Regions from separate parts of the Mus musculus genome. Here regions 2, 3, 4 and 5 are each linked to region 1. A link is a contact called in public HiChIP or PLAC-seq and promoter capture Hi-C data. All regions are on one chromosome and are shown on one strand. The core of a region is the stretch at or near the end of the contact, and the rest is flanking DNA. Distances in the headings are between cores, read along the strand shown.

What was found. Promoter capture Hi-C pulls out the DNA fragments that hold promoters and counts their contacts. HiChIP or PLAC-seq counts read pairs in DNA pulled down with a chosen protein or histone mark.
Region 2: an H3K27ac HiChIP or PLAC-seq map of bone marrow-derived dendritic cells shows a contact between it and region 1, with 2.3 times the contacts expected there. The contact joins the enhancer-like site here to the promoter of Anxa4 in region 1. A contact is called at or near these places in 3 of 39 promoter capture datasets (3T3-L1-derived adipocytes, HPC-7-derived erythroid cells and embryonic stem cells), 1 of 15 datasets of contacts at CTCF or cohesin (pro-B cells), 47 of 484 Hi-C or Micro-C datasets (the 63-12 cell line, the AML12 cell line, B cells and 21 more) and 8 of 115 datasets of contacts at active chromatin or transcription factors (bone marrow-derived dendritic cells, bone marrow-derived macrophages, embryonic stem cells and 4 more).
Region 3: a contact with region 1 is called in an H3K27ac HiChIP or PLAC-seq map of embryonic stem cells, with 6 read pairs. The contact joins the promoter of Gfpt1 here to the promoter of Anxa4 in region 1. A contact is called at or near these places in 8 of 115 datasets of contacts at active chromatin or transcription factors (the NIH/3T3 cell line, effector CD8 T cells, embryonic stem cells and 4 more) and 1 of 9 other capture datasets (macrophages).
Region 4: a promoter capture Hi-C map of the HPC-7 cell line shows a contact between it and region 1. The contact joins the enhancer-like site here to the promoter of Anxa4 in region 1. A contact is called at or near these places in 10 of 39 promoter capture datasets (the 3T3-L1 cell line, 3T3-L1-derived adipocytes, the C10 cell line and 7 more), 2 of 484 Hi-C or Micro-C datasets (fibroblasts and sperm), 5 of 115 datasets of contacts at active chromatin or transcription factors (bone marrow-derived macrophages, embryonic stem cells, large pre-B cells and 1 more) and 4 of 9 other capture datasets (adipose tissue, liver, macrophages and 1 more).
Region 5: an H3K4me3 HiChIP or PLAC-seq map of bone marrow-derived macrophages shows a contact between it and region 1, with 3 times the contacts expected there. The contact joins the enhancer-like site here to the promoter of Anxa4 in region 1. A contact is called at or near these places in 10 of 39 promoter capture datasets (the 3T3-L1 cell line, 3T3-L1-derived adipocytes, the C10 cell line and 7 more), 4 of 15 datasets of contacts at CTCF or cohesin (CD8 T cells, the NIH/3T3 cell line and embryonic stem cells), 22 of 484 Hi-C or Micro-C datasets (B cells, B-cell progenitors, LSK cells and 17 more), 15 of 115 datasets of contacts at active chromatin or transcription factors (CD8 T cells, bone marrow-derived dendritic cells, bone marrow-derived macrophages and 9 more) and 2 of 9 other capture datasets (adipose tissue and liver).

The regions. Positions count from the first base shown.
Region 1 is chr6:86,791,287-86,797,246 of GRCm38.p6, forward strand. It overlaps Anxa4 (annexin A4), which reads right to left and starts at 2,298. Exons shown (of 13, transcript NM_013471.2): 1 at 2,223-2,298.
Region 2 is chr6:86,546,453-86,552,412 of GRCm38.p6, forward strand. The region is part of intron 3 of 1600020E01Rik (RIKEN cDNA 1600020E01 gene); the gene reads left to right. Among named protein-coding and RNA genes, the nearest start is that of Gm38676, 21 kb to the left of the region's middle. Within about 2 kb of position 2,724, at least 124 of the 459 cell types and tissues checked have an H3K27ac peak or open chromatin away from gene starts, as enhancers often do. A contact at or near this core is called in Th1 cells, Th17 cells, bone marrow-derived dendritic cells and 6 more, where this site is marked.
Region 3 is chr6:87,039,850-87,045,809 of GRCm38.p6, forward strand. Gfpt1 (glutamine fructose-6-phosphate transaminase 1) reads left to right here and starts at 2,997. Exons shown (of 19, transcript NM_013528.3): 1 at 2,997-3,156. The coding sequence starts at 3,150.
Region 4 is chr6:86,945,113-86,951,072 of GRCm38.p6, forward strand. It overlaps Aak1 (AP2 associated kinase 1), which reads left to right. Exons shown (of 16, transcript NM_001378654.1): 6 at 992-1,073; 7 at 1,749-1,881; 8 at 4,430-4,533; 9 at 5,669-5,748. Among named protein-coding and RNA genes, the nearest start is that of Nfu1, 62 kb to the right of the region's middle. Within about 2 kb of position 3,824, at least 21 of the 459 cell types and tissues checked have an H3K27ac peak or open chromatin away from gene starts, as enhancers often do. A contact at or near this core is called in the HPC-7 cell line, bone marrow-derived macrophages and microglia, where this site is marked.
Region 5 is chr6:86,918,881-86,924,840 of GRCm38.p6, forward strand. The region is part of intron 1 of Aak1 (AP2 associated kinase 1); the gene reads left to right. Among named protein-coding and RNA genes, the nearest start is that of Aak1, 72 kb to the left of the region's middle. Within about 2 kb of position 3,196, at least 17 of the 459 cell types and tissues checked have an H3K27ac peak or open chromatin away from gene starts, as enhancers often do. A contact at or near this core is called in CD8 T cells, bone marrow-derived macrophages and regulatory T cells, where this site is marked.

The DNA.
Region 1 (5,960 bases), core at 1,048-3,547:
GCATTCAGGAGCAGAGACAATAGGATCAGAAGTTCGAGTACATCCTTGGCTATACAGGAAGTTTGAGGCCAGCCTGGGCTACCTTAGACCCTATCTCAAATTCGAAGATAAAATAAAGAATACACTTTTAAGGGCTCTCCTCCCAATTTTCCCTACAATTTAAATGTAAAACATGGTTTTAGTTGAGTAATTGGGTGAAACTGACACTTAAAGAAAAATCTGCTTACTCACTCTGTAGCTTCCCCCATTCCCTGACACATGACCCATCTCCAGTGCAGACCCCTCACCTTGCTCTCTCTTGGAGAGGATCAGGGTAGCCTACAACTATGCAAGCAAGATCAGGAAAAGAAAGGATTGGCTGGTCACAGACAAAGCAATGTGCCCTGGGATGTAGGGCTGTAGGACCAAGAGGCTTGCCCTGTGGGCACTGATGGCTGAGGGAGGACCAAGAGGCTCACCCTGTGGGTACTGATGGCTGGCAGGCACAGCTTGACCTGTTAATCTCCAGACTGCTTTCAGAGAAAAAGAAGATCCCTGACCAAAGCAGGGACTCCAGCTAGGAGGAAATCATCACCCTTTCCCTAATAGCTCTGTGTCTCTAGGACCACTGGGTGAGTGTACATGTGTGTGTGTGTGTGTGTGTGTGTGTGTGCCCTGAAATCAACAGAAAGCTGAGTTGACTGGCTTTGGCAAAATGGCCATCACTGAAGTTAGTGGCTCTCAAGTGGCTGTGGTAATCTCAATCTAGTTTTCAACCTCTCCTGCACACTCTTTACAAAAGCATTAAATTAATTAATTGTGTGTGTGTGTGTGTGTGTGTGTGTGTGTTCTCCAAGCCCACAATGGGGTGTCAGACACCCTGGATCTGGAGCTTCAGGCAGTTGGGAGCCATCTGGAGTGGGTACTGGGAGCATCGAGTGTTCTTGAACCAAGACCTCCAGCCCCTACCTACTACTCTTGTGTTGGTTTTGGTTTTTTGTTGGCTGGGTCTTTCTTTTTTTGAAGGCCAGATCTCGAATAGTCCAGACTACCCTCCAATATTACCCTGAACTACCGATTGTCCTGAAGTATGAGATTCTATTCCTTTTAAATCTAAAACGGGAAGCTTCCAAAAGGGTGTTGCTTGGGTTGGGACTGTCATTTTCTCCAAACTGTCCTCAAAGGCAAACGTACACCTGATTTATTTGGAGCCAAGGATAAAACCCAAGGCTTCTGGTGTGCTGGGGGCACGCTATCAACTGAATATATGCCTGGTCCTCTCTTCTTGTTCTTCTCTCCTCCGTTCTCTAGGGACTCACGGCCATAAATGGAGTTGCTTCCCACCTAAGGAAACAGTGAGTCTGGGAATGATGGGCAGAGGGATAGGTAACAACCGGCCATCCTATCCATCCTTCCACCATCCACTAAAGTGCCCAGTTTTAATGAAAGGCGCAGTTGCTTAAGGCCCAGAGTGCTCCTCCAGTAAATGGAGGCTTTCATACCCTTGAGGTGCACATTGAGCCAGCAAAGTGTTAAACCGCCAATTGTCTTAGGCGCCAAAGTCTCCAACTGGTCAAAGCACCGAGGACTAAGTTAAAATGTAGACACAGGCAGACACAGAATAAAAACTAAGAATAAGATGATTCCTGGGCGCCAGGCACTGTGTGGAGACCGTTCGCTACAAGAGAGGCGAGGAGCGCCCTAAGAAGACGAGAAAGCAAACTTACTTGCAAAAAGAAAAGGCAACACAAGTAGTGCTGGAGTGAGCTTCAGAGAATGTTAACTCAGTGGCTTATCCTCAGTGCGGAGTCCCGGGGGGGCTTTGACTCAGCAAAGGACTGCAGGAGTGCTGTGCACCGTGCGGCACTGCCTGCTCCTCCCCACGTTTCCCAGGTGGCTGCTCCGGTCCGGGACCTCACGCTTCCAGGGCGCGGAGCCAAGTGGCCCAAAGAACCCGCCTCTGGTCACAGCACCCGGTCCCTGAGCCCAAGATCCCCAGCCACAGTCTAGGACAACCGGCAGGAGCCCAAGATTCCCAGGTCCAAGCCTAGGACAGCGGGCGAGCCCAGGATCCCGAGGTTAAGTTCAGGTTTCCAGGCCCCAGCTGCGACCCAGCCTAGGATTCCCCAAATGAAGTCTAGATCTCCAGGTCCGAGCCTAGGACACCTGCCCGGAGCCTAGGACCCACACCCAGACCCCAGAGCCCGCGGCGGAGGTCCGGACCACTGCCCTAAGCCCCTTACCTCTGGTGCGGAGAAAGGCTCTAGACTACGGCGAATGCCACACCCTCGTCCCGGCCGATAGGACCCGCCCAGTCTCGGGGTGGAGACTGAGCCCAAGTTCCTGGTTGTCCCTTTGCCCACAGGAAAGTCCCTCCCCGGAGAAGCGCAGCTAGAGCACGAGAATCGCCCCCAGCACCAGGAGGGGCCTGAGGCAGATCACGCACTCGGCCTTTAACCCCACTGAGGACAGCGAGCCCACTCAGGACCCTGACCCTGCACAACCAGACTCCCAGGGTCTCAGCCTCGCGTCCTGCTGGGGTCGCACAACGTACTTGGGGCCTCGGCGCTCCAGTCTAGAGTGTAACTTGAAAAATCAGAACGTGACATCTGAGGACACAGTCCATGTCCTCCTTTCACATTATAACATACGTTCCAGAAAATTCTCAGCAGTTGCACGCCTCCCTTAAAGAAGACAGATGCAATCCTCAAAGTCAGGGGAAGGGTTCTCGGAGACAGGTACAGGTCACCGTTGGGACCGGGGTTAGAAGCAACTCTGGGTTTCCCACTAAACTTCCAACTGAAGCATTTCTTGGTTGCTAGCCAGCCTGGTTCTGGCTCCTTGCTGGACACGGAGGCACATGCCTCTTGCTACAAGGATAATGAATGCTTGAAGAACAGAGGCAGGTGCAGGCAACAGAGGCTCCACAGGCAACCTCCAATTTCATTTAACAAAGAATGGGTCGCTTTGGGCAGTGTTTGCTCTCTAGCCAACCAAAACCTAGGTGGTCATTATTTTAAATTGTATCAGCAACTGTAGCTAGAGGAGGTGGCTTATTGTGTGGTCAGGAGGAGGAAGGCTGAGGGGGTCAGGAGGAGGAAGGCTGATCTAGACTTGGGCCTGTTTTTTCATGTTCCAAAGTCTATATGTTTCTAAGCTTCCACAAGGGAAGACAAAATTAATCATGGTAATAGGAAGGACAAAATGAAGATTCAAGACTATTGTATCCTTTTAAAAGTAATTACATGCAGGGGAGGTGGGGTGGGGGGTGGATAAAGGTTAGTGTCTAGGAACTGTAGTTAGCCCACAGCTAAGCTGATCTTTATAGCAAGTGCAACCAGGCCACAGGCCTCTGATGTCACTTCTCCCAAAGTCTGCCCTAGCCCAGGTAGGGAAGCCACAGACAGAGGCTTTTACTATTACATATAAATACGTGTGCATTTTACTTATTTTATGTGTACAGATTTTTGTCTGTCTGTATGTCTACACACCAGCATAGGATCCCTTGGCTGCTGGGAATTGAAGACCTGTCTTCGGGGAAGACTCAGTGCTAGTCCCCACCTGAGTCTTTTATGGGAAACAAAGGCCAGGACTCCATCTGACCCAGGCTCATCTGGGATCTGAGGTCTGGGATCAGGGAAGGGCTGACCTCCAGTAGGAGTCTTGACTCTTTCTGAGCTCTGACAGGTGACATGCGACTTCTTCCAACAGATGGCAGGCTCTCCTGGGAATGCCCAGGAGTGCACTAACAGGGCATCTGCATCTTGTCTTACTTCTGGGGACCTGATCTAACCCAGAGCGACAAAACAATGAATAGAGCTGTTCAACTTAAGGACTCAGACTTCACACTAAAGATATCAAAATTAGGCACCACCAGGCACACACATGATGTACCTGCACACTTGCAGACAAAGTACTTGTATACATAAAGTAAAACAATAATTTTTTTATAAATATGAGAAGAGCGCCAGGCAGTGGTGGCGCACGCCTTTGATCCCAGCCCTTGGGAGGCAGAGGCAGGCAGATTTCTGAGTTCAAGGTCAGCCTGGTCTACAGAGTGAGTTCCAGGACAGCCAGGGCTACACAGAAAAGCCCTGTCTCGAAGAATATATATATATAAATGAATGAAAAGAGCACAGACTGCTCTTCTAGAGGATCCCAGGTTCAATTCCCAGCACCCACATGGTGGTTCACAACCATCTTTAACTCCAGTTCCAAGAGATCTAACAATCTCCTCTGGTCTCCATGGGCATCAGGCATGCAAGTGGTGCACAGGCATGCATGCATACAGACAAAAACACCCATACACATTTTTAAATACCAAAATAAATACACATATCTGTTAGATTTCAAGCCCAGAACAAATGGCCAAGTTACTTAACAGACGCTGGCTGCCATGTTCTCACTGCATCCTGCCTGTCCCGACCTGTGTCAGGCACCCTCCTGGATGGCATACCTTAGGAGAGTCAGATCAGCAGCAGGCTTGATTGGGAGGAGTTCCTTAGGGGAGGGAACTCATCTATGTCACGCCCAGGTTTCAGTAGCAGATGAATGAAAAAAATAAAAGAAAAAGGAAAAGAAAAAATAATAAGGAAAGAACATGACAGCTCCTAGGTATGGTGGAGGAGTAAGTTTATTATAGGTATGGTATGTGGGAGAGCATAGCCAGTGTCAGAGTGGACAGGACCCTGAGCCATGTGGAGAGAGGGGGAGAAGTAAGAGAGGAGAACTAGGTGCAGCGTCCAGGTTGCCCAGAAGAGAGCAGAGTAATCAAAAGGTTGGATTATACAGGAAAAGGCACCCAACCCCTGGGCTGGAGAATTCAGAGTAGAGGATAGGGTGTGCCTGCCAGGAAGACCTTCTAACAGGCAGGGTTTGAGGGGTGCAGGGAGGACCTGGCCCCCCAGTTTACTTTAATGTGTTAGGTAGGCACCTCAGCTGTGTGCCCCAGGGTTTGAGACCTAACAGTATTTACTTCAGATTTTCCTGAAGTTGAATGAAAGCAAGAGTAGACTTTTTTTTCCCACAACAAAACTGGGCTTGGTGGTACACACCTGTAATCCCAGCACTTGGGAGGTAGAACAGAAGGATCAGGAATTCAGGATCATCCTCGGGTACATCGCAAGTTCAAGGCCAGCCTGGGATACATGAACCCCTGTCTCAAAGAAACAATAAAAAAAAAACCAAAAACCTATCAATAGTCCCAGGGATGTAGCTTGGTGGTGAAGCACGTGCTAAGCATACACAAGACCCTAGATCCACTCCCTAGACGACATAAACAAGCATCTCTCAAGACTAACTCCTCTCTGGCAACTGGGAAGCAGAAAGCCAGGTGATAACTGTCTTAATCAGCCTGAGAAAGGAGAGCCCAGTGCCAAGAGAAAGCCGAGAAGCATCGTGAAATGTGACCTCATTTCTGAGCTCTGAAGGACTCGGTCGCTTTACCAGATGCCTCTGAAAGCGGATATCCAGGGAAGACTGAAGTCAGGCTCTCCATCGGAAATCTGTTCAGGTGGCAGCTGGTGCTCTGTCCCCTCTGCTCAGCTGTCACCTCTCCTCTTTCACCCAGGTAGAAGGCTGGAAGATTGGAAGGGCCTTCTCCAGAAGGATGCCAGATTCAGTCAAGGTACTTTGGCGGTCAAAGGCAGCCTGACACTTTTACTTAAAACGGCGACCACTTTATTTCTGTCTTGTTAACATTCATGATGTTGTGGGTCCGCATTTGGACAGTGCTGGGCTAGGCATGCCCAATGCTTCCTGCCACTGTGCCATCAACAGAGGCTGATTGCAAGAGCAGGCTAGCTATGTTCGCCAACCTGGAGGATTCCTTCATGTGTTGAGCAACGTGGCAGGCACTATGACAAGAGAGTGGAGGACTGCGCTCAGTGGTGCCATCCACCAGAGAACCTGCATATTCCATAGCCACCTAAAGTCAGATATCCTGTGCGGAAGTTCAGGGTTACCAGAAAGAACGCTGTAGA
Region 2 (5,960 bases), core at 1,474-3,973, 240 kb before region 1:
GCAAATGACAGATTTAAAACCTTTTTTTGGGGGGGTTTTGTTTTGTTTTGTTTTGAGACAGGGTTTCTCTGTATAGCCCTGGCTGTCCTGGAACTCACTCTGTAGACCAGGCTGGCCTCGAACTCAGAAATCCGCCTGCCTCTGCCTCCCGAGTGCTGGGATTAAAGGCGTGCGCCACCACGCCCGGCTAAAACCGTTTTTTTTTTTTTTTAATTGACTGAAAAGTATTCTGTAGTATAGTTTACATTTTCTTCCTTGTTCCCCCTCTGACTGTTCCACTTTCTTTCCTTTTCTCCTTTTAAAAACAATGTTGTTTCTTTCTCTTTGAGCTGGGGATAGGACCCAGGTCCTCATGGATGCTAGGTAAGCATTCCACCAGAGAGCCCTGGCTTGCAGTATGCAGTTGCTGTCAGTGCTGTAGTGAACATGGGCTATTGATGTCTTTTTCTTTGTGTGTGTCTATCTTTTGGTCTGCACAGAGTCTTCCTTATGTAATCTGACCTCAGAGCTTACATCTTTCTGCTTTAGCCTGCTAAGTATTGGGATTATCTGCATATCTCACCATACTTGGGCCCTGTGTGAGTAGTGTCTTCACCGCGTTCAGTATTCTTTACTATTGATCACAGTCTATAGAGTAGCTTTCTGGCGTCTGGGTTCCTAGTGATGCAGCATGTGCCAGTGGCCTAAACTGGCCCTTCCTCAGTCCTTTGTAAGCAGCAGCCTATTATGGCTAGGAGCTTGTGAATTTTATTTATGCCTTGAATTTTTTCATAGAGTGGTAAGGTATGCCTTAAAAAAAAACAGATTTATTTTATGTATGTAAATACACTGTCCCTGTCTTTCAACACACCAGAAGAGGGCATCAGATTCCATTACAGATGATTGTGAGCTGGGAATTGAACTCAGGACCTCTGGGGGAACAGTCAGTGCTCTTAACCACTGAGCCATCTCTTCAGCCCTGAGGTGTGCTTTTTTAAAAAGTAGCCTTGAATTAAGAACTTAAAACTTTTCTTGGTACAGATGTTTCCCAGTCTTCTTATGTTACGGGTGAGGAAACTGAAACTGAACCCAGAAAAGTGCAGTGACATGTCTTGAGTCACAGCTAGCCACAGTGGAACCTCAGGCATATAACCCAACTCCTGCTGAGCTGTCCTCTGGTATTGTCACTTCACAGCAAATGGTCACTAGGAATAAACTGAAAAGTTTTTACTGAGACAGGAATTTTGCCACCCATTAATGGGGAATCAGGAAGAGGTAGTAATAACTCTTTATACTCAAAATGTGGCCCATTTGAAGGATTCTGGATCCCTTTGCCCTGATGTCCCAGTTATTGGATCCTCCCTGTAATTCTCAAACTCAATAAATCCAGAAAGTTGCTTCAGCTTTGGAGAAAAGAGTTATTGAGTAGACTGGAGTGGGATAAGTGTGTTTATGCCCTGCTGTAAATAGTTGACAACCTAATCAGCTGCCAGAGCTTGGAGACAGACACTGTAAACCGTGTCTTATCAGTGGTCTAGTTTCTGTTTGCGTTCCAGCTGGGGACTCTTCTGATGGGAACCACCTGTTCCTGGTCTTTGCGCGCTTTGGATTTCCCCAGTCCTTCAGTCCTTTCAGTTTTGAAATGAAACCTGCTCTCCTGGCTAAGGTCAGGTCCAAGAGGACTTTGACAGTTCACACCGACTTGTTTTTTCTTAGAGCCAGCTGGTAAGTGAGCCTGTGGTTTGAGAAGTGGTAGTGAATCAGCTGTTGGGTAAGGACTGAGCAGTGTCATTGCTTTGGGTAACCAGGAAAACAACCAAGTATGTTTGCTCAGGAAGCTGAAAGTTAAGAGTGCAGTCGCCAGAGGGCTGCACAACCGCAGCCTTGCTTTCCAGAGGAGGACGTCTCCCACCCCCAACACCCTACCCCAGGTTTAGCTACTGTAGCCAGCCCAGACTCGCCTTGAATTCCTGATTTTCCTGCCTCAGCCTTTAGTATTAGGATTACAGGTGTATACCATCATGCTTTATTACAAAAAAGGTGTTTGGGGTTTTTTGTCTTTCTTTCTTTCTTTCTTTCTTTCTTTCTTTCTTTCTTTCTTTCTTTCTCTCTTTCTTTCTTTCTTCCCTTCCTTCGTTCCTTCGTTCGTTCGTTCCTTCCTTCCTTCCTTCCTTCCTTCCTTCCTTCCTTCCTTTCTTCCTTCCTTTCCTTCCTTCCTTTCTTTCCTTCCTTCCTTTCTTTCCTTTCTTTCCTCTGTAGCTGTCTTCAGACACACCAGAAGAGGGCATCTGATTTCATTACAGATGGTTGTGAGCCACCATGTGGTTGCTGGGAATTGAACTCAGAAACTCTGGAAAAGCAGTCAATGTTCTTAACCACTGAGCTATCTCTCCAGCTTCTTGTTTTTTTTTATTGTTTTTGAGACAGGGTTTCTCTGCAGACCAGGCTAGCCTCCAATTCACAGAGATCCACCTCCCTCCTGAGTGCTGGGATTAAAGGCATGTGCCACCATCACCTGGCTACTGCAAAAGGTTTTATCTCAGCTTCTTGTCTCCCCATAATACCTCCTCACCTCCTTTCTGTCTGAGTCTCTGGCCTCTCTCTGCTGCTTTGCTGTCCTTGCCCTTCACCATAAACGTCTCACCAGGACATAACTCTTCATTTAACTCTGTCTAGTGAGACTGGCTCACCCCATGACCTCACTAGGTTGCCCCAGGCTCATTTCTTAGCAGCATAGAACCATCCTCCCTTTAGGATTTCTGCTGGAACAATGGCAGCTGCTTTTGTTCTGCATGCTGGCATGTCTTCCTTTGTCTTCCACATTCAGTGGTCCCAGTTAAAGATCCAAGACAAGCCTGGGCACAGAGGTTCAGGAGAAAGTATGGCATTGGGAGGCTATGTTAATATGTTCAGATGTGGGCAGGTGCAAAGCCATATTTAACCATGAAGGCCATGTTGGGTGAGAGGGTAGCCTTGTTCCCTGGCTCATTCTCTTTGGGGACAGAGTGTAGCTCAGTGGTGAAGCACTTGATCCCTAGCACCACAAACACCAGGATGATTGGTAGTTAGTAATTTATATGGAATGTAGCAATTTCTGACTCCTTCTCTTATTCCTGTTCCCTGGAGAGAATGTGTCCTTGGAATGTGTAAACCCAGAAAACACTTAAAAGTTATTTTATGTCTTTAAAGTTTATCTCCACAAATGACATGTTATATACCATTCTGATACTTTGTCTCAAGAATGGGCCTTTAGCCACTATTGTGGAGTACATTTTTTTTAAAGATTTATTTATTTACTTAACATGAGTACACTGTGGCTGTCTTCAGACACACCAGAAGAGGGCATCAGATCTCAGTACAGATGGCTGTGAGCCACCATGTGGTTGCTGGGAATTGAACTCAGGACCCCTGGAAGAGAATTCAGGTGCTCTTAACCACTGAGCCATCTCTCCAGCCCTGTGGAGTACATTTTTTTGTCCAAGCACTCAGGAAGGTAGAGACAGGGAGATCTGTAAGTTCAAGGCCTGTCTGATCTATATCGTAGCAAGCTTCAGGTTAGACTCTGTCTCAAAAACAAAACGAAATAAAACAACAAAAATTGGGCCTTGGCAGTATCCCATGTTAGTAAATAGTCATTTCATTCTTTGTGGCCACTGTGTAGCATTTCATAAAATGGATAGTGCTGTGTTTTATTTAGCTACTTTCCTATTGAGAGACAAGAAAGTGTTTCTCTGTTCTAGATGATGCTCACTGTGATTTAAATGTTGGCTTTCTCTTCTGAGTTTATTGATCTCAGCCTTCAGCCAGCTTCAGTTACCACCTACACGTGGGTGATTTACAGTCTCCAGTTGTTCACAGGGAGAACTTAATGGTGGTTATTGTGTCTCTCTGTCTCTCTCTGTTTCTCTTTCTGTCTCTGTCTCTGTCTCTGTCTCTCTCTCTCTGTTTTCAGTGCTGGGGATTGAATTTAGGTGCTCACACATGCTAGGCAAGTGCTCTATCGCTGAACTGCATCACCAGCCCAGGTATCTTGCATTCATAGTAAGCACAGTGCGCTCCTTCTCTGGTACCCCATCCTCTGATATGGAAGCCCAGCAGCAACTAGACATGCTGTCTTCCCCTTCCTGGTCTGATCACTAGGCACGCACTGGAACTGACCTTCAGTAGTCTAGACATTTGCCTTCTTTGTTGCCCCTGCCTTATGCCTTGGTTTTCTAATTCCTTAGGTTAAATGCTGTTTAAAATGCTTATAGTGGTCAGGGAGCACTGAGTGATGTGTGCTGGTGCAGTCACCTCTAGTTGGCTCCGTCTGTGCATCCAGTCTTCTTTTGTTTTCAGACAGGGTCTCACTGTGCAGTCCTGGCTGGCCCTGGACTTCCTAAGTAGATTAGGCCACAGAGATTTGCTTGTCTCTACTTTCCACATGCTGGGATTAGAGAGTTGTGTGCTATTGTGTTGTCTGGATTTTTCTTTGTTACTTTTTAGAAAAAAGGTTGTCCTGTCCATTCTGTCCCTTTTGCTGTACCCATGGTGACTGCATCAGCCTGAGAAGACTGTGATGTTACGTCTCTGCTTGAGATGTTAGGGGACTGGAGATGGCTCAGCAGTTAAGAGCTTTGGCTGTGGCTTGGGAGAAAACAAGGCTTGAAGAGGAGCAGGCGAGGCTGAGTCAGTGACTCCAGAGTAAGTGCTGAGCCCTAGAGGATTCTGAGGGAGTCAGAGCTGCTTATTCGCCGCTTGGGACAGGCAGAGAGTCTGACGTGACAAAACGTGACAAAGAGTCAGGATGGGAGTATTCCTTAAAATTGGGAAATTTCCAGATGGTGGGGGTACTTAATCCCAGCACTCAGGAGGCAGAGGCAGGCAGATCTCTCCGAGCTGGAGGCCAGCCTGGTCTTCAGAACAAGTTCTAGGATAGGTAGGGCTACACAGAGAAACTGTCTCAAGAAAAGGAAAAAAAAGAATATTGTATTTGAAACAGTAACCAGGGGTCTAGAGACATGGCTCATTAGTGAAGTGCTTGCTCAGTGCTCTTACAGAGGAAGGACATGAGTTTGGTTCCCTGCATCTACTCCTAGCAGCTCATAAGCACTTGGATGCTAGCTCTAGGCTTTCATGGACTCCCACACCAGCTTGTGCACACACTTACTTACATAGACACAGAATTAAAGAAGAAATCATTAGAAATTGTAATAAATTCTACTAGTGAACAGAGGGGAAGGATGACTATTGGAACTTTGCAGTAGAGGTGGCGCCATATTTCCACAGTTGAAGAGCATATGTCTTACACATATGGAGTGGCACATGCAGCTGCTGTGAGGATAGAAAAGCTGCAACTTCTAAGAAGTGTGGGCCCTATGGAGAATGTAAATGTTACAGGAATCTTGAGGAAGGGAAACAGACTCAAAATATCAGTAATTAAGCTGGTCTTACTAAATAGCTTTTTTGGTGCCTCAAGGGGAATCGGTGTTTAAGAAATACCAAGTTCACAACCAAAAGGGGCTTACTGAGTGGAGGAGACTGAACTAGCTTATACCTTGTGCTTAAAGACATATAAAGTAAAAGAGCATTGGCTGCTCTTGCACCAGACCTGGGTTCTGTGATCAGCACCCACATGGTGGCTCATAACCACTTGTAACTCTAATTCCAGGGGATCTGGTGCCCTCTTCTATGGCCATTGCAAGTGTGTGGTACACTGACATACATGTAAATACTCATACATATAAAATAAGAATATAAGGCAAGTATGCTAGTGGTGGGGGCAAACACCTTTAGTCTCAGCACTTAGGAACTACAGGTAAGCAGATTTCTGAGTTCAAGGCCAGCTTGGTCTTCAGACCAAGTTCCAGGACAGCCAGGGCCAGGACAGCCAGTGCTACACAGAGAAACCCTGTTTCAAAACAAAAAAACAAAAACAAAAACACGAAAACAAAACAAACCAAACATAGGATATTGCTTTCCTGGATGGCTGAGAGAATGGA
Region 3 (5,960 bases), core at 1,747-4,246, 250 kb after region 1:
TCCTAGCACCTCTATTTCATTTTACACAATACTTTCATTGCTATTTATTAGAATTTGGATAAGGGGAATGTAGGTAAAAGGACAAAGAAAAACACCTTGACCCAGACTTGACCCCAAGACCAGGGCCAAGAAACAGAATCCCATCAACCCCTGGCCACTCTGGAATCCCCCCCCCCCCCGCACTCCCCCCATCCCCCCCCCATCCCCCCAATCCTCTATAAACCTCTCTTCTGCTCAGTTCTCTGCTGCTTCTTGCCCTCCTGGGTCACTCCCCGCCCTTCCCTGCACCCCATACATCTCTCGTGTGAAGTTTGTTGTGCAGTGTGACTGTATGGTATCCTTGGCTCTGGAATGCCAGGAGACCTCTCTAAGCAGAGCTGTAACACTTTTTTGGGGGGAAACCTCCCCCTGCTGGAGCAGAACTGAAACACTTTGACTGAAGGATCAGAGCTGTTCCACTGGGGTTGGGGGAGCCTTCCCCCCACAGGCAGAGCAGAGCTGTAATACCTCTGTAAGGGAAGAGTTTACTTTCAGAGCTGTGACACTTACAGGAAACAAAAATCACAGAGATGAGGAAGGTCAAAAAGTCTTAAAGCAAGGACTAGCTGGCTAGCCTTATATCAACTTGACACAAGCTAGAATTGCCTGAAAGGAGGGAGACTCGTTTGAGAAAAATGTCTCCATAAGATCCAGCTGCAAGGCATTTTCTTACTTAGTGATTGATTGGAGAGGGCCCGGGCCCAGCTCATGGCGGGTGGTGCCATCCCCAGGATGATAGTCCTGGGTTCTATAAGAAACAGACTGTGCAAGCCGTGCAGAGCAAGACAGTAAGCAGCATCCCACCATGGCCTCTGCATTAGCTTCTGACTCCAGGCCCCTGTCCTGTATGAGTTCCTGTGTGGCTTCCTTCAGTGATTGACTACAGTGTGAAAGTATAAGCCAAATAAACCCTCTCCTCCCCAGCTTGCTTTTGGTCACCATGTTTTGTTGCAGCAATAGAAGCCCTAATTAAGACAGAGACTCTCCCTCCTTAAATTTGTTCAGTGTTGCTGGTTAGGAGAAAACAAAACAAAACAAAAAAACCGTGTTCTCAGATGTTCAAATTAGGCTCAGATGGCCTCTTTCCTTCACACAGCATTTATTTTCTCCTCTGGGTTTATTTTTACAGGCCCAGAGAAGGCAGAGCTCTACACAGAGGAGGGGCAGTGTCTGAGCTGGCACATGGTTACAAAGCATTCTTTGTATGGTGGTTTAGTGAGCTTGTTCAAGGCTGGGCTGGAGAGCATTGGCCTTTAAAGTTTCCTTTCAGCTGGTGCTGAGCACCTACCCAGACAGCAGCAGAACGGAGATGGGTAAGATAAGGAACTGTGAGTCGGTAGGCACAGCTGAACAAAGTACTGTAGCTGAAACACTTTGCTGGTACTACTGCCATTTCCTTTGTGGCATCGACAGGTTTGCTGCCAGCAAACAAGGGAGGCAAGGCACCAGAACCACACTTCGGTTCTTGTGCAGTATCATTCAAGTCGCCTTCCAGGGGAGGGTCTCTAAGAGGTCCTCTAAGGAACATGTCACTGTGTTAGCTCTGCCAACGTAATCTAGGGACCTGTGTAATGGCTTGGAATAATGAAGAGCCTTTTAGATGAGAAATACTTCCTTGATTACTTTTTCTAGCCTCTATTTGAGATAGGCGATAAAAAAACTGAAAAGCCTTTGCTTCCTTGCACATACAAAGAGCTTAGGACAAGCCTATAAGGCTTTTATCACTCTTTCCAGCCACCAGAACAGTTTTAATTTGCCACGTATTGCTCTGGTCTATGACTAGGCAAGTGTTGGTTATTAAAAAAAAAAAAAGCCAACCAAACAAACAAACAAAAAAATCTCACTCTATCATAAAGGAACTTAACAGTTTAGTGGGGAGAGGAAAAAAACCACCTTTAATACAGAAGTCTGTTATAGCCGGGCGTGGTGGCGCACGCCTTTAATCCCAGCACTCGGGAGGCAGAGGCAGGCGGATTTCTGAGTTCGAGGCCAGCCTGGTCTACAGAGTGAGTTCCAGGACAGCCAGGGCTACACAGAGAAACCCTGTCTCAAAACAAACAAACAAACAAAAAACAAAACAAAAAACAAAAAACCAAAGAAGTCTGTTATTGTATGAGACAGATCAAAGGATGAGATGTTAAAACCATCTTGGGGAGACCTAAAGATGTCACACTTAAAAGTGGCAAGGATGTGATGTGGGACTCTGTAGAATAACCCTGGCGTGCAGTTTTGAATGCTGGAGCAGTAGGAAGGGGATTCTGGCTGAGAGTGCTTCTGTGGGCCCTACTCATTCATTTCCGTTAGAGCTATCAAGTGCGGGCTGATAACCAGCTACTTTTGCTCCAAGGTATTATTTAAACCTTCTGAAAGGGAACGCCCCGCTAACTCCTCTTTTCTCAACGGAGAGTTCATTCGCGACAAGAGCGATCCCGAGTACAACGTGCCCACAGCTTCCCTGAGCGCAGGCGCAGTGCTGGGACTACTGACTAGTGGTACCTTAGGCAGAGAACAGTGAGGAAGGCAGGGAGTGGGGCGCTGAGCACCTTGCCTACAGCTCAGGTCGTCACCGGAATGGCTGCCCGAGGGCGTCCTGCAGGCTCCCGCACCTCTGCGCCAGCAGCGCAGTTCCGGCCACCGTGGCTCTGCACACTGACACGTCTGTCCCAGGCTCTCCCTCCTGCCCTACAGCTTTTCTCTCTGTCTCCCTCCTTCCCGTTCCCCTTGAAACACACAAACTGCTGTGTAAACATTCCCTTCCTCCTCCTCCTCCGAGGCTCGGCTCGCCCTCAGCGGGCGGCTCCAGGAACCTAAAGCGGATGCTGGTCGAGCCCCTGCCACGTCGCTACCCGCAGCTCTGCGTCTGCGCGCTGGGCGGGCGATGCCTGCGCGTGAGCGGCGCGGGCGCGGCCCAATGGGAGAGCCGCGGCGGCGCGCGTGGCCGGGGGGGGCGGGGCGGCAGTTGAGAGCGAAGCGAGCGCTGAGTCGGACTGTCGGGTCTGAGCTGTCGCATCCCAGAGTCCTCTCATTGCCACCACCCCGGCCCGAGCTCACCCTCGCTTCTGAAGCTCTCCGCGCGCCCGACAGCTCAGCCCTCGCCCGTGACCAACATCATGTGCGGTAAGGGCAGCGATGGGGGTGTGTGGTGGCCGCAGGGCCCGCGCAGTGAAGCCAGAGGTGGACAGCGCGTGTCAACAGAGCGGCCTTGGGGCTGGGGTCCTGAAGAGAAGGGGGGCTTGTGGAGCGGGCATCCCGAGGAGATTGAGGGTCCTGAGGGGAGCCGGGATCTGGAAGGAGAAGGGTCTCTGGGGAGAAAGGCTGCTGTCCGTGAGGCAGGGACTCTAAGATGGGGATTCCGGTGTTGAAGGGGCGGCCGGAGCTAGTGTGCTTAAGAGGGACCGGCAGAGGAGATTGTGGGGGCCCTAGGAGTCAGAGGCTACTTAAAGGGGCTAGAGGATTGGGGGTGGGGTGGGCCAGGGAGGGTATCAGAGCGTTCAAGGGGCACCTTTGCATAGAGCTCAGAGGATAGATGAATACCTACCTTAGAAGAGCTGTGAGGCTCAAAGTGAGACCAAGTATGGAGGGATGCCTAGGGGAAGGTCCACCAGGTGAGTGAGGCGACCTGTGAACATGCTGTGTGGTACTGGGGGTTAAACTCATAAAGGCAGCTTGTCAAGTGAGTGAGTACTCTTTCCCTTAGCCACACCCCCCAAATCCCCTTTTTCTGTCTCTTTGTAACTGGGTCCCACTTGGTAGCCCAGGTTGGCCTGTAATTCACATTGCCCTGTCTCAGCCTTCCAAGTGTTGTGATTATAAGTATGAATGACCACTCCTGGCTGGTAGCATTTCTTGAATTTACTTATCTTGCAGTCTTAAAAATACTTAATTCTAGTCACTTTATTTTAGGCAGGCCTGCGAGAACTCAAGCCAACGCACTGACAGTGATACCCCACATGACTTCTGCCACTCTTAAGTCTCTCAACAGGAACCATTACTAAATCAATAACTTGATGAAATGGGCTCAGAGCTGATCTTGTTGGAAGAGAGAGTAGTAGTCCTGGCTAAAGATCCCACATCATGCATGTACACCTGTTTAACATATGTCTTTACTACAACCATTAAAAAAAACAGGCTCTTTTATTCCATATTTTAAGGCTTCTTATTTAGCTGGGCGGTGGTGGTACAACGCCTTTAATCCTAGCCCTCAGGAGACAGAGGCAGGTGGAAATCAGTGATTTTGAGTACAACCTGGTTCCAAGACAGCTGGAGCACAGTTACACAGAGAAACTCTGTCTTACCCCTCACCCCCGCCCCCCATTATCAAAAAGTGTTACTAAAAGATACCATGAGAATTATATATGATACCACTAATAATATTGTAAAATGGGAATGAGCCATTAGTAGTATTTAAAAAGTTATATTTTTACCTTTCCTTTTAAAACCGACAATGACCACTAGACTAAAGAGCGTTTGTTTCTTAGAAATAGTGTCCCACGCTGTCTCTCAAGCAGGTCTAGATCCCAGTTCTCCTTCAGCCTCGTGAGTGCTGAGATTCTAGGCATGAGCCACTGTGCCTGGTTCCCAAGAAAGAACACATTTTAGAAAGAGGTATTGTAAGACTTGTAGCTGTGTGAGAAACATTCTTTGTAGTCTTTCACTTGTAAGAACTCGGGAAGGGGTAGGTTGTCCTCAGTGTGTGTTTTCCTGTGTTTAATCGTTTCGCCTTCTGAAAATGAAGAGCAGGCTTAAGCTTAGAGATTCTAGATTTTAGAATTCTAAACATCATGGAATTACTGGATTAGAGTTGACTTCATAATTAATTATACTTTTACTGTTTAATAGATTGGTTTTACAAAACATTCATAAATTAGTTTCAAATTGTGAGTAGTGAATTTTCAAGCTGGTTAGTTACTAGTTTGCTGTGTTTGGTAGTTAACGGTTTTCTCTCTTTCTTTGAGACTGACTCTCACTAGCCTGGGTTGGCTTTGAACTCACTCTGTAGCTGGGAATAACCTTGAACTCCTGATCCTCCTTCTGCCCCCAAGGGCTGGGATGGCAGGACTCTGCCACCACACCCAGCTAGTTAAACTATGTTGGAGTGATGAGTTATGTACCTAGGCAAGTACCTGGCATTCTGGTTGCAGGTTATTTCCTCATCTTGTACCAGGAAGAAAAGTATTTGTATACTATAAAACAAAAAGAAAAAGGAATCGGATGTAGTTCATGAAGCTCAGATAAGAAAGGAGGAACTGTTAGTCAGAGTGGCTGCTAGTGCAAGGCAGCTATTACACTGAGTTTCACTGATTATGAAGAATAAGTAAATCAATATGCTAGCACACGGTATTTGAGGCATTTCTGTTTTTATTTGCTGAGACAGGGTTTCTCTGTGTTAGGCTTGGTTGTCCTAGAACCCAGTAACACTTTTTTATATTAGTTTTATATATTTCCCAGAGAATAGGTATCTATTTTCAATTGTTTTTTTTTAAACTAGTGATTCTTGCCTTTTTTAAAATTATTTTTTATTTTTTTTGAGATACTTACCTGAAGGTTATTGAGGGATGCTGGGACTGGCTGCTAGGGTGACTTGTAAATACATACTGTTTACGCTCTTTAGAAGTCACACTGGAGGCAGCCGGGCGTGGTGGTGCAAGCCTTTAATCCCAGCATTGGGGAGGCAGAGGCAGATCGGATTTCTGAGTTCCAGGCCAGCCTGGTCTACAAAGTGAGTTCCAGGCCAGCCAGGGCTACACAGAGAAGCCCTGTCTTGAAAACCAAAAAAAAAAAAAAAAAAAAAAGAAGTCACACTGGATATGAAGAAGCTGTGAGCTGTGAGGGAACTTGTTTGATACACATTTTCTGGGGAAGGGAGAGCTTAATAGGTGTCAGGGTTAATAGAAATGAGCAAAAGAAGATGGGAAGGGTTT
Region 4 (5,960 bases), core at 2,574-5,073, 160 kb after region 1:
TTTAGATTTTGGCTCCTGTAGGAACCTCATGCCCGCAATATTGGGTTTTCCCAAGCATAACGCACTCACTGTAGCTTCTAGTAAATCAGCTGTGCGGCATGTACTTGTTGAGCCTCTGTCCCCTTTGTGCATCACTCAGGTAACCATGGCATGGGAGGCCCACTTCTGGATACGAGAGCAGCATAGTTGAGTGGTTAGTAACATAAGGAATTCACTTGGAACTAGTGCTTAAACTACTGCTTTCTTGAGTCAGAGATAAGAATGCTATAGTTTTAGCCTCAAAGGACCCATGATCGTGGAACTAGAACAATGGCATGATGCATAGGATGTTCGCCATGCAAATGTAAGGACCAGAGTTCTGATCCTTAGCACCCATGGAAAAGGCCTGGTGGGCCTGTCTGTACTTCCAACACTTGGGAGCAAGCCAGATAGCTAGACTCATCCACAAGTCTCAGAAAGTAAAGTAGAAAGTAAAGGAGGAAGATGCTCAACATCAGCTTCTGTTCTCCACATACATAGACACACATGTGAACATGCACTACATACATCACCAACCCCCAGGAAAGAACATATGAAATGGACACCCTAACCAGGGCTCACTCTCAGAATACCCTGCTTGTATTGCATCTGAGGCTCAGGTGAAGGGTTTACTTCTTAAAAAGGGATCAGCAAAATATAGCATTAGACTATAATGGCTTATAGGGGAAAATTTTGTCTTCATTTGAGAACCCCCTAAAAGGGGGTGCTTTTAGGACTTTATTTAGTGTATCATGTCTCAATACCCCAGTGCCCTAGGCATAGAAAGTCTGCTGTGAGAGGATTTAATGACATCATTGTCAAGGAGAAGTTTCACTTTAGGTGCACTAATAATTAATTTGCTCTTCTGCAGATTGCTGCCCAAGAATTGGATTCTAGTAATATAAAAGAAAAATTGTTCCTTCTTGATTATAGCACTGATATATTTAATAAAACATGGATCTCTTGATTGTAGATACACAACGCTCTCCTATCGAGCCCCAGAAATGGTCAACTTGTACAGTGGCAAAATCATCACTACGAAGGCAGATATTTGGGTATGTGTCAACTAAGCCATCCACACGGCAGATGTTAGCAGGCCTTGGCTGGACTCCTGAGCTGAACCAGTCAGGAGCACACACAGCATTGCCCAATGTTGATGAGGATCCTTTTATCTTATTGTTTTATGTGCATGTGTGCTTTGCCTGCATGTATGTCTGCATTCTATGTGCATGCAGCGTCCTCAGAACACAGGGTTGGATCCCCTGGAACTGGGATTACAGATGGTTGTGAGCCTCTATGTGGGTGCTGGGAATCAAACCTGGGTCCTATGGAAGAGCCAGTGCTCTTAACCACTGAGCCATCTCTCCGGTCCCCTTGATGATGATCTTGATGTGAGGGGACAGCCATGGCCACTTGGAATATGGGGGGATAACAAATAAAAACAAAAAACCCCACCTACTTCAGTATGCTTTTCATGTTGTGCCAGTGCTTGTCATTCATATGATATACTTCTTAAAAACAAACAAGTTGAAATCATTTTCTGATCACAGATAAAAATGTGACTCAGATGCTAGATTGTCAGTATGAGTTCTGAGATCAAATGTTTCATAGGTAATAATACTATGTGGGTTTTTTCTGTTGGTAAATGCAGACAGTACTGATCTCTTGGCAGACCACTGGCTTTATAGTAAACAAACCACTGGTTGCAATGTGCTTTCTTATTTTTTTAGGCTCTAGGCTGTTTGTTGTATAAATTATGCTACTTCACTTTGCCGTTTGGGGAGAGCCAGGTGGCGATTTGTGACGGAAGCTTCACAATTCCTGATAACTCTCGTTATTCTCAAGATATGCACTGCCTTATTAGTAAGTATTTCAAGTTTCCAGTTTTATATTTTTTTCTTTCTAATCATCGGGAATGGATTAGAGGATAAAGGGCTTAAGTTCCAGGAATAAGGCTGAATGCTTGACAAAGAAATCATCTGATACTGTTGAATAGTGGTAGCACGGCAGTGTTCGCCTAGAGAAGTTGGTCTTTTTTCGAGAAAGCTAGACCCCTCTTCAGGACTGAGCCAGCCACACTGTTGGTCTGGTAGCTGTGCTCTGAGCAGCACGGTGCTGCTGTGTTGTGCTGCAGTAGGTGTGAGAGCTCAGAGTCCAGCTGACTCACATCACGGGGTAGGAAGTGCATCTTTGAGAAGCTGGAAGCAGCTCAAGTGAGCGTGATTGCGGTACTGGAATGAATGTGTAATTAAAACCATATAACTCCACGGGCCCAGGTTTTTCCTCTCATTTAGATTATCACTAGATTTTTACAAGAAGCATCTAAATTGAGTGTCCTCTTTAAAATTCCAGAGAGTTTTATTTCTTTGTGTTATCATAGCCAGCATATGTACTAACATCCATTAACCAGATGGGAGAAAAGTAAGTGTTGTACCAGAGCATGTACTAAAATGCTAAGGAAAAAAGTCGTCCATAAAAATGCTGGCTAAGTCTGAAAAAGCCTCGTAGTCCATAAATCCTGAGCTGCTCAATCTGAGTCCTGGGCAGGGACCGTCCTGAGAGAAAGAGAAGTGAGATAGAGCATCTGACCTGTGCTGGGGCTACCTGGGCCTCACCCAGTTCTCAAAATCTGTGGGTTTGGTGGGTACTTACTTATTCACTTGCCTACTTACTAACTTATCTAGAGACAGGCTCTCACTATGTAGCTTTAGCTGTCCTGGAATTTACTACATAGACCAGGCTAGTCTTGAACTCACAGAAATCTGTGTGCTTCTACCTCCTGAGTACTAGGATTAAAGGCATGTGCCACCAAGCCTGGAAAACTTGTAGATTTTTAGGGTCATTGTTCTGTTTCATACAAGAGGGAGCTGAATGACTTACTCAAGTTGACAATGTTCTTTTGGTTTCACAACTGTCCTTTCCACTGTGACACTTTTCTCAATGAATAGGAGGATAGGGTATTTAAAGGATAGGAACGTTGCCCTTGGGGATGCCAGATTGTTTGCATAGGCAAAGCCTATCTATCTAGTCTGTGCTAGCACTGAAGGTGTGGAAGGAAGTATGGGGGAGGTATTGGAGAACAGTTGATCTTGGTGTTACTGATAGCTGCCCCCCCCCAGCCATTTTTTCTTTCTAACATCTGCATCAGTGAATTCATGTTGAAAAACCCAGCTCTTTATGAGTGATTGTCATGCTGACACCTTGTCCAAACCCCATTTAGCATGTAAGCTATTTGCAGATTCTAAACTTGCAAGCCTCAAATTCAGCCTCTTGTTGCCTCCCCAGCTCCTTTCCCCAGATTGTCCCTTTCCACTTTCTTAGTGGTATTGCCATCCAGGCCTTGATAGATAACACAGATTTTCTTTGGGTCTGAAAGAGCAAGGAAGAGGGAGGCACCCGCCATGACCTCAGCCATGTCGAGTCTCTTTAAGTTTGTGCTGAGTTCAGCAGCTGTCGTGGTTTTCACCACAGTACTACACAAACTCAGCAGATCATGGCGTGCTGCCTTGCCCCAGCTTCTCTCTCTTCATTCTTCCAACACATCCCTCCCATGGCTTATTCCTAGAAGATGTTACCTTCTCATGTCCCATTGAATAAACTTGAGGAGCTTGTCAGTGGTCCCACAGTTAGGCCTGATTCTTACCATGGTGTTTAGAGACCTTTCACATTCCTTTTCTGTCCCACCCAGGCACCCATCTTGCACTGTCCTTTGGGCTCCTGGGCTCTTGTTTCCAGGTAGCAGTGCTCACTTTCTGGCCTTTATCTAAGCTTGCCTTTGTTGGCTTTGTCCTGTCACCTGGACTTCCTCTTTCTTTGCTCTACTGTGACTAACCCTTGTCTTGTCTCTTCAGCAAGGCCATTTAAGGCCTCAGCCTCACAGATCTTTTCAGAACTTAGTGTCTAGGTCATTCATTACTTAATCAGTAAAGTGCCTTTATGTATTGTGCATATATTTACACGTGTATCTCCAAGAGTAGTAAGACCATTCGTGAGTTTGTACTTTAGACCTGGAGAGAGACCCAGGGAGTGTCAACCACCAAACCCTGAGTTCATAAAGTTTGAATTTGGTCGTATTTGTCAGTAGTTATTTGTTTAGCAGAGGTAAGAAGGTAGAAAGCATATGCATGGCCTTGGCACCTTCTAAGTCTTAAAATCTGAAGCTGCTCATTTTTATGTTGAGAAGCTGAGCCCCTGATAATCCAGGTACAGGGTATGAACCCCAAAGGTTTTGTTACAGCTCAAGGAGTTTATTTCTTGTTTCCTCTGCTAGGAAAAGGGCTGATTGAACTGTCTGATTTTCTGAAAATTGCATCTTAAAATAACCCAACTTGGTAGTAGAAAAGTTCAGTTATATAGCTGATACAACAGTTGTTAGGATGTTATGAAGTAAGTGCGTGTATGTTTGTCTTAGGGTATATGTTGGAACCAGACCCTGACAAAAGGCCGGATATTTACCAGGTTTCATACTTCTCATTTAAACTACTCAAGAAAGAATGCCCCGTTCCAAATGTACAGGTATGTGAATAGTGCTTTTTAAAACTGACTTGTAATTTTTAAGGCTGTTTTATTTGTTCTTTGAGAACTTCATACCTCCTGTCACAGTGCATTTGATTGACTCCATCCCCGTCCCTCCTCTAACTCCCCGGGACCTCCCTAACCTCTCCTCTCCCAGGCTCCTGTCAGTTCCTTTTCTTCTTTAAAAATCATCTACTGAATCCAACTAGTTGTGCCCATATGCCCACAGGTGTGGGGCTGTCTGCCTGAGCACTGGCTGCCGACTGTTCTTGCATCTACAGAGAAAAATGACTCTCAAGCAGCAGGTGTCAGCTACCTGTAGTTCTTCAGTGAGATGTGGGGTCTCTGGAATCCCTGGAATTGTGATTAGCTTGATCTTGGGCAGGCCTGGTGCATGTAACCACAGCTGTGATGGGCTCATGAAAATGGTGCTATTTAAAGGAAATAAACGTCATGAAATTGTTATTCTTGGGTCACCGTGGGTATTAATCTCTAGATTCAATGAATATTAATGTCCCTTGCTTTATTCACTTGGGACATTGAAGCAAAGCAGCTGCTATAAAGAGAGTACAATTTTCCTATGGAATTTAGTTATGAACCTGGGACAAGTACACTGAACAATAACAACCCCCACCTCCACTCCAGTGCCTGGAGATTGAGCTCTGAGGAGAGTGACCAAGTTCCCCTTTCCACAGCTCACTGAGTCTACTCAGTGATGTCTACTGTGTTTCCTGGAGTGGTGAGGTGCCTTGTTTTCCTGAGGCAAAGCCCTGTTCACCCTGCTTCTCTCTTTCTTTTTGGGCACTTTGCTTCCTTGATGCATCTCATGCATTTGTCCAGCCTCCCTTCCCTCTAACAGGGAAGTGAGAGCCAAGAAGTCGTGTTAGAAGACCTCAGATGCTACTTCCACTAGCCCTGATTAAACTAGCTATTCTTTGTTTGGAGTTTTAATTTTTATTTTTAAAATAGGATCCTACTGTATAGCCCTGGCTGACCTTGATTTCATGATCCTCCTGCCTCAACCTCTCAAGTCCTGGGATTATTGCCATAGGCCATCATATCTGGCCTCAGACAGCTTTTTCTTTACAATGAAATCTACATGCTTTTTTTTTTTTTTTTTCTTTCAACTTTTTAGAACTCTCCCATTCCTGCAAAACTTCCTGAACCAGTGAAAGCCAGTGAAGCAGCTGTGAAAAAGACCCAGCCAAAGGCCAGGTAAGAAATGCCCCCAAACTTGCATGTGTTTAATGCCAGCTGCAGCCCATTGCCTGCTGCTGGAGCCCTGTGTGGCTGGGAGGAGAAAGGAGAGGGAGCTCTTCCTCCCTGTGCAGAGGCTCTCCCCAGGGAGAGACAATAAAATCTACATTTGAAAGCAATCAAGAGCCTCACAGATGTGTTCATTGTATGGCAGTGGATACAGGGGCCTT
Region 5 (5,960 bases), core at 1,946-4,445, 130 kb after region 1:
TTTGACATTGTGATCTTTTGTTGGTATGAGCACTGAGAGATTTTGCTCCAAGATTATATAATTTTCCCAGCCACGTGGAGAGACTGTAATCCATGCCCTGTGTACTTCACTGGCCTTACAAACACAGAAGCAGGGCCATCAGTTCTGTCCTAGCTTGTATCAGACGGATGCCTGTATTACAAATTCTCATTACCAGCAGAGAGCTAGACACTTTTGGTGTCTTTATGTATTTGAGAAGTAGAGGACCTCGTTGTGTCATTAATTTCTTTAGCACCTCCTTGAATCTGTGCTGATTGAAGCCTTTCTCAGGAAAGTATTAGGAAAGCAACTCATGTTAGGGCTTTCAGTGATATAGGATATGTTAGAAAATGCAAATGAAAATCACAGTCAGATGAGGACACATGAAAATGAATAGCTACAATGAAAAGATCTGTAACCATGGGCTGAGGAGGACATGGAATTAAAACTTCCATATGGCTGATAATCACTGTGAGGGACCATTAGGGTGGTTAAACTTGTCATGTGGCTGAGGAATGACTACGTATATGAAAAAGGCCTTCCTTCTGTACAGATGTTTAATTTATAATAGCACAAAGCTAGAGACATTTGCATGTCCTTCCATAGTGGATGGGTAAACTATGGGCGTCTGTACAATGAAACAGTTGAAAAAAAAAAAAGCCCAAAATTGCTGATACCTGTAACAATGAGACTGAATCTAGAAATATGCAGTAGGAAAGAAGCCAGGCATGAGAGTCTAAGCTGTGTGATTCTATTTAGGCCAAGCAAAGCTCAGGTACAGAGAAACTAGAGCTCACATTGCAGGGTTTGAGGAAGAAGAGGAAAGAACGATCTGCAGAAGCCGCTCCCTGTTGTGATGGTTGTGGGAGTGCATGATGCTGTAAGGCCATTGTGATGTGTGTACAGTTGGTTTACAAAGAAAACCACAAATAGATGAGGGGTCTTGTGGAATTTCTTGCTAATTACCTCTGTGTTCTTGAATGGAGAACTTAATCCTTCTTTGTCTATTTTATGTAGGGGGAAATAGCCACATGGAAATTCTGGGTCTTTTCTGGCAAGAACTTGCTAACCAATATATACTCATGTATTGGAGTTTGCTTACAAGTATTCTTTTAAGGTTTGGAACATTTACTATGTTGTTTCCTGTCTCTGCATATCAGTAAGATGAAGGGTTTAGATTAGATCAGAGGCAGAATACTGGAAGCTCAGAGTCTGTAAAGTGTTTAGCTTCTGTAGTGATGTTATTTACCGTTAATATAAAATGTGACTTATTGCTTATGTTTAAATCTAGAGTTTTCAAATAAAATTTGGGTTTCCATTTTAGGTTTTTTAAATTTTTCTTTTCTCATTCATTCATTCATTCATTCATTCATTGACTCATTCATTTTGGGGAGGGACATGTGGAAGTCAGAGGACAACTGTAGGAATCAGCTCTTTCCTTCCTTTTTGTAGGTGACAGCGATTGTACTCATTTGGTCAGGCTTAGTTTTGGATACCTTTACCAGCTGAGCCATCTCTGGCCCTGTATCTCCTCACCTTTAGAAATTAACATTGCTGATTGGAGTGGTGGTAGTGGTGGTGGGGATGGGAGTAGCTCACTTGGTACAGTGCTTCCTGTGTAAACATGAAGATCAGAGTTAAATCCCCAGCTCCCATATAAAAATCCAGGCATGGTGGGGCATGCTTGTAATCCCAGCATTAGGGAAGGAAAGATGGTAGGGTTCTGGGGGCCCCGTGGGCCAGATTTAGCCTAGTTGGCAAACTCCACCCAGTGAGAGACCCTGTGTTACAAAGCAAGGCAAGCAGCTCCTGCAGAACCACATCTAAGATTGCCTCTGGTTCCCACATGCACATGCGTGGACATTATCCATGTGCCTGCATGCGATGGCAGCCCTCACAGCCATTTGTACTTCGTTTTCCATGATCTCTGCCACACTTTTCTACTCTCTATGGTAAAAATTAAGAGGGAAATGAATTCAGTATTGAATTTTCACTATGTGGTAAGCATTGTTTTAAGGTGAGATGATCTGGTGGGTGGAGGAACCGACCACATAGACACAGTACTAAACTCACAATGAGTTACAAATAGTAACTTCTGTTCTGGTCAAAAATTAAAAACGAAAGTGGCTGCCAGGCAGTGGTGGTACAAGCCTTTAATCCCAGTACTGGGGAAACAGAGGCACATGGGTCTCTGTGAGTTTAAGGCCAGCATGGTCTAAAGAGCAAGTTCCAAGAAAGCCAGGGCTACACAGAGAAACCCTGTCTCAAAAACAAACAAACCAATAACAAACAAACAAACAAAAAACCAAAACTGGGTGTTATATTTCACACATATAAACCCCAGAACTCAGAAGGCTGAGGCAGGAGGATTACTATGAGTTTGAAGCCTGCCTGGGCTACAAGAGGAATTTTGGGTCAGACTAGACTAGAGTGAGTAGCCTGCTTCAACAAATAACTAGAAATTGAGGACAAGAAAGGTACAATGTTGGGAGATATGAAAGAAGTATATTATATGATGTGTGGTTGTGCCATAGTGAAACTCACTCTTCTGTAAGTTAATATAGATTGATATAAAAAATAGACCAGAGTGCTGTATATTTGAGGGAAAATAGAAGACTATATGATTCTTTTTGTAAATTACATCAATGCCCACATTCTTAAGAGTTTGTCAAGTGTGACAGTATGAAAGTTACCCTCCTGCCTCTTCTGCTTTACTTCACAGATGGAGCCCCTTTCCCTTGGGAAGTAAGAGCAGCACAGGCCACATGCGTTCTTACTCTGTCTGAAGCATCCTCAGTTGGCTTTGGAGACTGAGAGTTGTTCCCCTGATCCATTGGGGAGGGGGGAGGGGGCCGTGCTGGGGAAGTGCTGCCTGCTACCTTTCCTTCTCGCCTAGTAGTTCACTCCATTTGTTCCACAGTGCACTGTGAGTGGCTGTCACTGTTAGAATGACAAATCTTACTAGGTTTTGATTTTGATCTTATAGTTGATTCTTTTCCATTTACACATGGACCCTTTTATAGGCATAGGTGCTTAATAGTATGGCTCTGACTCTGTTGGGTATAGTGATCCTTTGCTTTGCTCTAAGAGTTATCATGATTGTAGGTATTGCAGATCTGGTCTGGCCTGCTGAGTTTTCAGCCCTAGCTGGAGAGGTCATGTTTCTGCAGCACTGCTCCCATCTGGTGGCCGTTATCTCTCATTGCAACTGCATGGCCTGCTTCAGAACGGAGTGGCTTGTCCTCCGGGATGTTAGGCACCACACCTTAAAATGCCTTTAAAATACAAATTCTTGCGAGTGGGAACATTCATCAACTCTTTTTTTTTTTTTTTTAAAGATTTATTTATTTATTATATGTAAGTACACTGTAGCTGTCTTCAGACACACCAGAAGAGGGCATCAGATCTCATTACGGGTGGTTGTGAGCCACCATGTGGTTGCTGGGATTTGAACTTCGGACCTTCGGAAGAGCAGTCGGGTGCTCTTACCCACTGAGCCATCTCACCAGCCCCCCATTCATCAACTCTTTAGGCAAGAAAGGCAAAAACTGTGATGAACAAACTATGAACTAATGTGTATATTTGTAAGTCATTTTTTAAAACCTTGCAGAGCCCGAGCTGTCAATGAAATGAAGGGTTACTTATTTCCAGTGAAGGAAATACTCATTTGCCCACTTAATTCAGCTTTGCCTTGTTATATGAAGAGATATTTTGTGGTTTGGTTTGGTTTTGTTTTGTTTGTCATGATAGATGAAGTAGAGGGAACCAGTTTGGGGGCAGTCAGGATAATGATACCTCTTTCAGGTTCTGCCCACAACTAGCTGTGAAACTCCTAAAGCCTCTCTTCACTTCTTTACCCACAAAACGGATTTGTTTGTGGGGGAGGGGCTTTATGGTGCTGCTCTTCCAATCTGTAGCTGAATGAAACCATAAAGTATTCAAAATATCTGACAAAATATCTTCTTGGGCTGTATATAAAACAATTATGAATGTAAATGGAGGGTTTTATATTTTTGCAACTACTTTCTCCAATTCTAATACATTGTAAGCTATCCCATGGTTCCAGCAGGTTTTTTTGATGGGGGAAGAAAAGACTAATGGTGCTACAGTATGTATATGTGCTACTAGACAAGACTAATATATAGTTCTTGCATTTAATTTTTGTTGCATCTCTTAAATATTGTATATTCTAAAGATATGCATCTTGGAATTTAGGAAATGTGGACCAGGTATGGTGGTACACATTTGATAACCTTGGGATTTACCAGGGCAGAGGCAGGACAATCAGCTCAAGGTCAGCAAAGGCCACATGAGACTGAGCCTCAAAAAAGAAAAACCAAAAGAAATAGGGATGGAGAAGAAGTGAGAGTAGGCTTAATTTTTGATGCTGAGTGTTCTTTTTTAAAAAGCAAGTACTCAGCTGGGTGTGGTGGCGCACGCCTTTAATCCCAGCACTCAGGAGGCAGACGCAGGCAGATCTCTGAGTTCAGGCATGGCCAAGGCTACTCAGAGAAACCCTGTCTGGAAAACCAAAAATAAAAAGTAAATACTCGCCGGGCAGTGATGGTGCATGCCTTTAATCCCAGCACTTGGGAGGCAGAGGCAGGCAGATTTCTGAGTTTGAGGCCAGCCTGGTCTACAAAGTGAGTTCCAGGACAGCCAGGGCTATACAGAGAAACCCTGTCTCGAAAAAAACAAAACAAAACAAAACAAAAAAGTAAATACTCAAAAATGCTATACATAAAATTGATAATGGGGCAGTTTAATCTATTGCAAGAAAGTAAAAGCTGTGGGTTGGGTTTTTTCTTGTTGTTGTTGGTTGAAAATATTAGAGAGACATAGTGGTTGCTGTTATAGATTCCATAGGAAGTTTCAGTGTTTACTTGAAATACTAAAGAATGTAGTTGTAGTGACAGGCAATAGAGAGACATGCAGTCTTGGTCACAATGTGGATTTGGATTCATTTGAGTACATTTACATATTTTTACAGATTAATGTATGTTTTGATTAAAGTAAGGAACAATACTTTGAGTAAGGTTCTACTGGCTGCATGGAATAGATTCCTATCCAGGATATCTTCAACAGTTCCTATAAGGTCAGTAAGTGCTGGGGACAGGAACTGAAGTGTCTGTCACTAGGCTGCAGTCAAAATGGCTCCAGTGAACCTCCCCGGGCCTAATATCTCAGTGTTCACTGCTTATCTGTCAACTTTGCAAATGGCTGCTAGCTCAATACAACCTCAAAACGCTATCACAACCTCCACTCAAATTCTCACACCCATGACTTCCCAGTGTGTGCGCTTCTGTCCAGCTTGTACCTACTTGTGTAAAGAATCAGTTAGTGATGCGTTTGCTCCTCGGGATTGAGGAACACGACATTTGAGTTAAGTGATGGAGGTGCAAGGCAGACAGCTGGGCTGTGTGCTCCTTGGAAGAACTGCTGCTTCTTCTAAGACTTTGACCTGTGATTGTTTGCCACCCTTGTCTATCTGACCCTCATAGCAAAGCATTGCACACTTCAGACAGTACTTGGAGGTGAGGTAGAAGTTAGGAGCTCTGAGATTGTGTGGAACTCCAAGACTGAACTAATTTAGCGCATTTGAGCATTCCAGTTACAGTTATATCAGTGTCTGCCAGTGAATTGTGAACTGTCTTTGGGTAAAGGAAAGACGGGTGTTGGTCAGTGAGTCCTGCTGTAGAGCAGCCCCCTTGTACTGGGTCTTCTTTCTCAGTGACACAGGTAATGAAGGTGCAGGAGTCTCCTGTTACACTTGAATGGGAGGTGCAGCAAGGAGGGGAAGAAGAAAGGAAAAGGAGAGTCCTGAAGTAAACTGACAACTGTTGATGTTAGCAAGCACTGAGAGAATTTTCTAGCTTCTCTGATAAGAAAGGAAGTACTGGGCTTAATAAGAAGACTCTTGTAGTTTCTTTGGAAGGTTCTTG